Linked DNA regions of Mus musculus: region 1 is linked to region 2. Evidence: chromatin contacts called from public promoter capture Hi-C data. All regions are on one chromosome and are shown on one strand. The core of a region is the stretch at or near the end of the contact, and the rest is flanking DNA. Distances in the headings are between cores, read along the strand shown. Region 1 holds the start of Slc9a2 (solute carrier family 9 (sodium/hydrogen exchanger), member 2). Region 2 holds the start of D930019O06Rik (a long non-coding RNA gene).

Region 1 (4,208 bases), core at 195-2,694, 1.0 Mb after region 2:
TCGTTGATATGCAAATGCCCAGCAGGGAGGAAAAGGGTTAGGCTCTGCCTGTTTCAGTAAATCTTTACAAGGAAACAGAATCTTCACAGGCAGTTCCACTTCAAAGCTGGAAAACTGATACATTCTGTGCCGATTCTGTATCAACCCTGAGACCCATTCTACTTCGGGCTAGAATGGTCCCTGCCTTTCCCAGACTCAAAGGTTCCTTGCTTGCCTCTATTCAGATGGCCTCCGACGACTGACATCTCACAGATTCTGTTAGACCTTTCTGTGTCAGACTGAGGGGTGTATAAACAAGAGCCGGAACCCTGTGGGAAAGATAAGAATTTTTATTTTATACGTTTAGGGGAAACCGTGTGGGTTAACTGGGAGGCAGATGGTTTGGTTTCGGTTCCTTTCAGTTTCTCACCGTGAGGACACCGGGACAGTGGGATCGCAGGCAGGGCACCTGGCAATGCCCCTGCGGAAGGTCGGGCTCGGGAGAAGGGCCAGTTGGCGCTGGGAGAATCCCGCTTTTCCAAACCGCAGTCCATCCTGTAATTAGCCGAACAAGTCCGTCTAAGCTAGGCAAATCACTGGTTTTCCACGAAATAGTTATGTTTCTGATGCCCTCAGACAGATTCACCTCGAAGCCTAAAAACAGAGACTTTTTCGTCCCCAAAGCTGGGGGAGGGAAGAAAAGTGGAGTGCACACTGTTACAAGGAGTGGAAAAGCGGAAAGACAAGGGTTCTGGGAGAGCGTGGGAGCGCTGAGTTCTCAACCGGGAGTTTCGGTGCGCAGAGAACAGGCTGTGTTCAAGGTGCTTTGCTCTTCCTTCTCATCTTTCCGAGGCCCCGAGAGGCTCCCCTCGGTGAGTCGGTCTCTGCAGACCCAGCAGTGGCGAAGGCTCCCCAGTTCCTCCGCGCCCGGCGTCGCCTCCCTGCCTGAGCCCGCGGCGCCTCCTCGCGTGCCAGCGCCCCGGGGTGTCTCCTTGCAGGAGCCTGCGGGGGGAGGGGGCAGGGCGCGACGCGTGGGTCGCGTCGGTCCCAGCCCTGATGGACGGCCGACGCTGCCTCCGGGGCGGGGACAGCTCAGGCCACCGTGCGCACCGAGCACCTAGTGCACCCACAGCTCCCGGGCTCCCAAGAACAGCGGCTCTTGGTCCGCGGGCGGGCTAGAGAGCGGCGCGACCTTCGCCCCCGCGTCGACTGTGGGTTGCGGCAGGTGCGCGTCGCACCGGGTCTCCGCGTCCTCCCGCCCCGCCACCGGGGCGCCGCGCCCGCCCCGCCCCGCCCCCGTCCCCGTCCCCGCCCGCCCTCGGGCCGCCCCGGGCAGGGCCTGTAGCTGCCAGGCATGGGAGGGCGGCCGGCGGCGGAGGGCGGCTGAGCAAGGCTGAGCGCGGCCGAGGGACCGCGCAGTGGCCTCCTGTCGCTGCGCGCTCCCCTCCGGGCCCTGCGAGGTTCACACCCACCGAACTGGTTGGCGACAGGGCCCCGACCCCGTGGAGGCGGTGGTGTGGTACTCTCGCAGTCCCGTTGAGTTAGTAGTGCTGTCCCTCCCGCGATGCTCTGAGGGAACCCAGATCCTACACCAGCGTCCTCTGCTGCGCTCATAGCTGCCGACCCCATGGGCCCCCGGGGCACCGCGCACAGCGTGCGGGCGCCACTGTCTTGGCTGCTGCTGCTGCTGCTGTCTCTGCAGGTGGCAGTGCCGGCGGGCGCGCTGGCCGAGACCCTGCTGGACGCACCCAGGGCCAGGGGTGCCAGCTCCAACCCGCCAAGTCCTGCCAGTGTGGTGGCCCCGGGAACGACGCCGTTCGAGGAAAGTCGGTTGCCCGTGTTCACCCTGGATTACCCCCACGTGCAAATCCCTTTCGAGATCACTTTGTGGATCCTACTGGCCTCCTTGGCCAAGATTGGTAAGGAACTGTACCCGTGGGTGGGGGCGGGGACGATCAGACTGGGGATCCTGGTGGGTGACTCGCCAAGTAGGCAAGTAGTTGGTCTCAGATAGTGGCCAGCTCCTCCTGCACCAAGGCAGCCTTGGACGGACAGATTAGCTCCTGTGGTTGAAAGATCTCCTGTTCTTAATCCGACGCTGGCCTTGGAAAGCCGGGAAAGACTGGCCCATAGCATAGAGACCCACTGTGAACTTCTGCTTTGAGCGTCAAGTTTGACAGGTCTGTGCCAAAGTTGAGGGAGACTTGCTTGCTAACTGAGGCAGGGCTTAGCTAGATTGTATATCATCTACAAGTAGAGAGGAGAGTGGAAGTGGGCAAGATCTTGGATGGGAGAGGGTGCGTTGGCAGAACACAGACCCTCCTCATGTCCCTGTCTGATGAGGTGCTTAAATTGGGACTGTGGACACCTAAATGCTTGCCACTACAACACCAGTGCCCTGTTCTTTCTCTCTGGGCTCTCTGGGCTCCTTCCTCTCTAGAAAGCCTTTTCTTCTTTAGAGGTAACTGGAGCCAGGGAGACCAGCTATTAACAAATAATTAACCCATCCCCAAGCTCAGCCCGTTTTCTCATCTGTTAACCTGATCACTCCATCATAACGCCCGCTCACCATTTTACTCTGTATGCAGTATTAAAGCACATTCGCTATCGCTGTACTGTTCAAAATGTATGAGGTCAGAAGAACGCGGTGTTTTCTATGCTTTTGCATTCACCTTGTGGGATGCAGCTTTCCATACATCTCAGCCTTTCTTAGGGAACCTTTCTGATGATCAGGGTGAGGCATCGATGGTTACAACACAGGAAATACTCCTCGGCAAACACAATATGGCTGGGGATAGATGCAGGGGTCACATCCTGGCCTGACTTATACAGACTGTTTTCAAGGATGACTAAAGTCTGGTCAGTGTGAGCTGTTCACCGGAAACAGCATTCTAGAGAGAAACAAAAAGTGTGACTGGAAAGGGGTGGGTCTAAGCAGGTGGCAGGGATGGTTTGTAAGAGTGTAGAACTTGCAAGCTAAGCCTGGCATTGACTTCCGAGGTTAGATTAAATCTATTAGCCTGTGATGGTGGTAAGCAAAGGTGTCCTACACTACATAATGACTCTGCAGTCTGGAATTGCTGGCTCTGGCATGACCAACTAGCTGCGCGTGCTTTAATTCCATCTGAGCAATGGTATAAGAGACATGGACTTCCCTATCAAGCAAACAGCCACATAAGCTCATGGTCTCTAATAATAGCCCGAGATGCTCTCTCTTTACATCATCCCCCACAGCATCCCTGCCCTGTAGGGATGTGCAGCTGTGAATACTCTCACCTCAGAGAGGTGGAAACCAAAACTGGAAAGTCCATACTATGACCCACAAAGTCGGACCCACCAAATGCACACAGGTAGCTTGCCTCTGGTTCCCTGCCTGTGCCTGAGTCGGAGCCCAGGAGGGCTGCATTTGTGACCTTTCCCATTACTGCTTTTCTGCTCTGACACCCTCTTCTGTTCTTTACCCCTGATTATTTTAATCAGATTAATTACACTAATAACAGCCGCTAGTGGGCACTTAAGTTCATTATCCCTCATTTTCACAGCCTTCATCCTGGGTAGATATGATGGCCCTGTTTTGGGGAGGAGGAAGCTGAGACATGAGGTAGCTTTGCTGGTGGGTGGAGAGACCCAGTTCTAGGCCGAGGAAGGCCTGATGCCTCATCTTTGGTCCTCTCTGAAAGAGTATTCTGGAATAAGGATTAGAGGAGAGTGGGTTTGTCCATTAATCCTGGTTGTCAAGGCAGGCGTGCTGCTGGTGACAATGGCCACGGTGCTCCAGAGAGCCACAGTGCTAGGTGGCCCTTTTTTTTTTTTTTTTTTTTTTTTTTTTGCTGTCTCTGTGCTTCTTGCCTTCTGTTTATTCCTGAGCTCTTGTTCTCTTGGGCTGCCTTTGGGAGTCCTCTCAACCCAGCTGTGGTATTCCAGTCATCTTAATGGACATCGTCATCCTAACCGTGTGGAACTTGGTTAAATGTGTCCATGCTTATGTGAGTCAAAGTTTGCACACAGGCACCTTCACGTCTCTGTTAACCATGGTCTTAGCCCTCTTCTGTTTCACAGGCCACTATGCCCTCACAACGCCAGATTTGACCAAAGTTATAATACCTTGCACATGTATCCTCCCAGTCCATTGGCTTTCCTTGGATTCTGTACTTCTCAGGCCACTGGGGCAGGGCAGAGATGACAGCACTCCATTCTTGTCTCTTTTTCAGAGAGGTTCAAGTCCACAG
Region 2 (4,186 bases), core at 1,210-3,709:
TTCTGTGAGGCAGGGCCGGGACATGTATCTAGAGTTGGCTCTGAACTCACAATTCTCCTGCCTTAGCTGTGTTAGCATGGGCCACCCAGGCTGACTGGCACCCGGCTTCTTCGTTTTGTGTGTGCCTAAGTGTGTGGTACTTCTGCATAGTGTGTATTCATGGCGGTCAGAGGTCCACCTCCTGGCCTCCCCATGTCTTTCCTCATGGTCCAGGACTGTTGTTTGGTTTTTTTTTTTTTTAAAGAAAGAGTCTGTCACTGGCCTGGGACTCCCGAAGTAGGCTAGGTTAGCTTGCCAGCAAACCCTAAAGATCCACCTGTTTCAGCAGACTCAGCACTGTGACCATAAATTAACACCACCCTGCTTGGCGCTTTATAAAAGAAAACAAACAAGCAAACAAAAGAACTCGGGTTCTGGAGGTTGAATAACACAGACTCTCAATCATTCTACAGCCGAGCCTCTTCCCTAGCGTCAGGCAGTAGATTTCTAATTGTCTGAACTGATTTGTTGTAAACCTAGAGATTAGCTTCATACTTAAAGTCTGTATTCTCTAAGGTATATGTTAAACGTGTAAAAAGTCTTTGAACCCTGGGAATACAGAACTGGCTTAGACTCAGATGTAGAAAGAGAACAAGATCATTGCCATTATTAGGATAAAGTTGTCATTAGATAATTTTTGAAGAAGAAGAAGAAAGAACTTTCAAGCTCTGCCCACCGAATTTCTTAGTTTTGTAGATGTTTTGGCCAAGCTGGGGTTAGTGAGACCCAGAGCTGTGGCAAGAACCAGACTCCCACACCGCGGGATACATAACAAAGCCCTTCCCTGCACAGATTCAACAGGGGCTGGGCCCACAGCTCTGTTTACCAGACAGGACTAGAAGCTTTCTGGAGGCTATTCTTAGGGAATACAGAGCCTCGGCCCCTCTCCATGCCATTCTGGGTGGAAGGAAGCAGGATAAAATGTGAATACAGTTTTGTGGATCGAAAGAGACGAACTGCAGCTGAAACAGCTCCTCCAGCTGTTACCTTTTGCTTAAGCCCTCTTTCTAAAAAACCTGAGTTCCATTTTTTTTTAAAGTGTAAATGTCTACCGGAGTGTGGATGGCGTTCCTCTTCCACACCCACTTGGTGTGGGAGGCGGTGCCAGAGTCTGTCTGCAGGACTGTCGGAGCCTGCAGGGAGCTGGGAGCTGGATGCGCCTCATCTGTGATTCCAAAAGCGATCCTGCCTACGTTCCAGGTTTCCAGCTTGTCACTGTTTATCTGATCATCTCTTTGGCCATTTTAGTACACAGGGATTCAATCACTAACCACGAGACTGTTTCCCAGCTTCTCCTTCCTCCCCACTCACATGCACTTGGCCAGATGGACCGACCCATGCACACGCTGGTTCCGTTATTCACAGGGCATTCACAGCCTATGAACCTGTGAAACCGGAGTCGCCCTGCGTCCTGGAAGGGAGACGCGCACCGCCCCCGCGTCCCGACCTCTGGCTTACCTTTTCGTGGGTGGACACAGTGGCCAGACAGCCCCAGGAGCTAGCGTGGGCTAGGGAGCGGGCGGTGCCGGCATGCACCCTGGGGCCAGGGGATGCCTCAGATGAGCCGCTCTCCCGCCGGTAGGAGAACATGCCACGCGCGGCCGGTGCGGGCCTGGCGCGGGCGGAGCCCCGAGGTCGCAGGTGCGTGTCCTCCTTGTGCGCCGAGGCCGGAAAGCTCTGCTGCCAGATGCTACTCGAGTCCTCCAGCAGCGCGGGCAGCGCCTCCTCAGTGGATGCACTGTCCAGCTCCTCATCTACCTCGTTGGTGACAGCCCAGGACACGGAGCTCACGATCACGTAGCCGGCGGCTGGGGACAACAGGGCGCTGCAGCATAGCAACCAGGACAGGCGACTCCCTGGCCAAGCAGGACGCTCCCTGCCGGACAGCGACATCTTCTTGGAGGCGACGCGCCCTGTGGCGGGGACCACTGACCAAGCAGCGGCCAGCCAGGGGCGCCCCCCTGCGGCGGAGCGTGCGTCGGAACCCTTCTCCTCGTGATAGGATTCCCGGGTTGAGGGTCTCCAATCAGTCCGGGGGCCGGGGTTCCCTATTGCCTTACACTCCCGTAAGAAGCGAAGTCTGCTGCACGACCAGAGTCCCCTGCGTCCACCGCCGCTGCTGGGCGCAGAGTCCACGCGTGTCTTGGTTTTCCGCAGGATGGCAAGCGTTTTGCAGCCAGAGGGTGGGCGTTCACAGCTCAGGCTCAATGCACTCCTCCGCTCGTCAGCTGTGCGACTCTACCAAGCTGATTAACTTCTCTGAGCCAACAAGAAGGGCATCACCAGGCTCAGTTATTGCACCCCATCACCTCCGCAGAACCGGGAACCACAATACACCCACATCTTCCATCACTCACCCAGTCAGCAGTGTCCTGCGGTTAGCGACACAGACTAATAGAACTTTATTGTTGTTGGGTGTTTTGTTTTGTTTTTTGTTTTTTGTTTTTTTTTTTTGTTTTTTTGTTTTTGTTTTTGTTTTTTTTCGAGACGGGGTTTCTCTGTATATCCCTGGCTGTCCTGGAACTCACTCTGTAGACCAGGCTAGCCTCGAACTCAGAAATCTGCCTGCCTCTGCCTCCCAAATGCTGGGATTAAAGGCGTGTGCCACCTCTGCCCGGCTTAATAGCGTATTTTAAAAACCATCTTGTTCCAGTAAGAAGTTTAATAGATATCAAAATAACTTCAAAGTAATTATAATTTCTTACCTGTTCTTATGATATCCAGTCTTTGTCCCACCATGGAATATTTTCTATCGCTTATATTCCTAAAATGCAAGAGTCCTGCACTAACTGGTTCTATAAGAAAGTATCTTGAAATGGGATTTGAGTTTTTCCTACATGTCTTCACTGTGCCCTGCTGTGAAACTCCTGTGACTCTTCCTGGATGCCTGGATGTCAGCTGTGAACACAGCTGGTCTCTTTCTCTTTGCATGGGAACTTCTTGTCTCTCCCTGGATGCCCCTGGCTGCTCTTTCTCTCTCTCTCCCCTCCCCACCCCCCACCCCACAACCCCTTCTCTGCTCTCCGTCTGCTTTGAAACATTGATGGTGTCTTCAGTTTCTCCCCAAGACATCTTGTTTACTCTCATGGCTTCTGCTGTTATCGGCTGCTGCTCTCTCCCCAGCTTCACAGACCCTCTTATCCCCTGTTTAGGGGAAAGATGTGTTCCATGGTCTTGAGAGGCACAATGGGGAGTCATGGAAATACTACACACTGCAGCCAGGTATGATGGCACACACCTGTTATCTATCCTAGCACTCGACAGGTGGAGGCAGGAGATTCAGGAGTTCAAGGTCAGACTTAGCTAGGTAAGCAAATTTGAGACCAGCCTAGACTACATGAGACACCACCTCAAGATCCACCATAAAAACCAACAACTCCTCCTCCCTGAAATACAAATTAAAAATAATCCAGATCTTGTCCTATCATGTTCTGATTGTGGGATAGTGGCATGTCACTGTTGCCTCTACAAAATGGGGACGGTTACATCTCCCCCACCGGGGTTTGGGTGTCAAGCCTGACATCTCTAGTTTCAGGGGAGAGCTTATCCTCAGAGGAAAAAGACGATGAATGTTTCAACCTCAGGAAAGGAAAAGGGATTGAACTGATATGTCAGTGTGGGGAGAGGACCTGCAGATGGTAATCTCAGTTCCTCTGTGGCTCTCACGGCAGGATCAATCCACCTTCTCTTTCCTCATGCCTGAGTTGGCCAGCTATGGCAGAGGCATGTGCCTCCTCTGCTGGAATGAGTTCAGCTGTAGAACCTCAGAGGAGTCCCACAGATCTCTTTTATTTCTATGGGTATCGAGATGTTGTATTGTAAAAGCTAGAGAGGGTATATTTGTACAGATTCACACGTCACTCCCGTGGACCTGTTAGAGGTCAAGACGTGGACTTGAGTGTATTTAACTTTGCTAGTTAATTCTGTGTAAAAAGTTGTTATGGGATGTCAAACTGGCTTAAACGCCAATTATACTATCAGAGTGTAAGAGCTCCTATTTTCTTCATTCTTATCTATTTAGATTATTGTCAGATTAAGAGACGTTATTGGCTCTTACCCATGTCTGGGAGAAGGGCAATGATAGGTACTCATTGACTTATTTGCTTTAACTTGATCACCAGTTGTATTAGCTGCCTTTTCTTCACTA

What was found. Promoter capture Hi-C pulls out the DNA fragments that hold promoters and counts their contacts.
Region 1: a promoter capture Hi-C map of stem cell-derived epiblast-like cells shows a contact between it and region 2, with 2.7 times the contacts expected there. The contact joins the promoter of Slc9a2 here to the promoter of D930019O06Rik in region 2. A contact is called at or near these places in 7 of 39 promoter capture datasets (the 3T3-L1 cell line, 3T3-L1-derived adipocytes, frontonasal cranial neural crest and 3 more) and 1 of 9 other capture datasets (embryonic stem cells).

Annotation. Positions count from the first base shown.
Region 1 is chr1:40,680,268-40,684,475 of GRCm38.p6, forward strand. Slc9a2 (solute carrier family 9 (sodium/hydrogen exchanger), member 2) reads left to right here and starts at 1,445. Exons shown (of 12, transcript NM_001033289.2): 1 at 1,445-1,898. The coding sequence starts at 1,607.
Region 2 is chr1:39,649,009-39,653,194 of GRCm38.p6, forward strand. D930019O06Rik (a long non-coding RNA gene) reads left to right here and starts at 2,460. Exons shown (of 2, transcript XR_001778897.2): 1 at 2,460-3,261. It overlaps Creg2 (cellular repressor of E1A-stimulated genes 2), which reads right to left and starts at 2,174. Exons shown (of 4, transcript NM_170597.4): 1 at 1,498-2,174. The coding sequence starts at 1,932.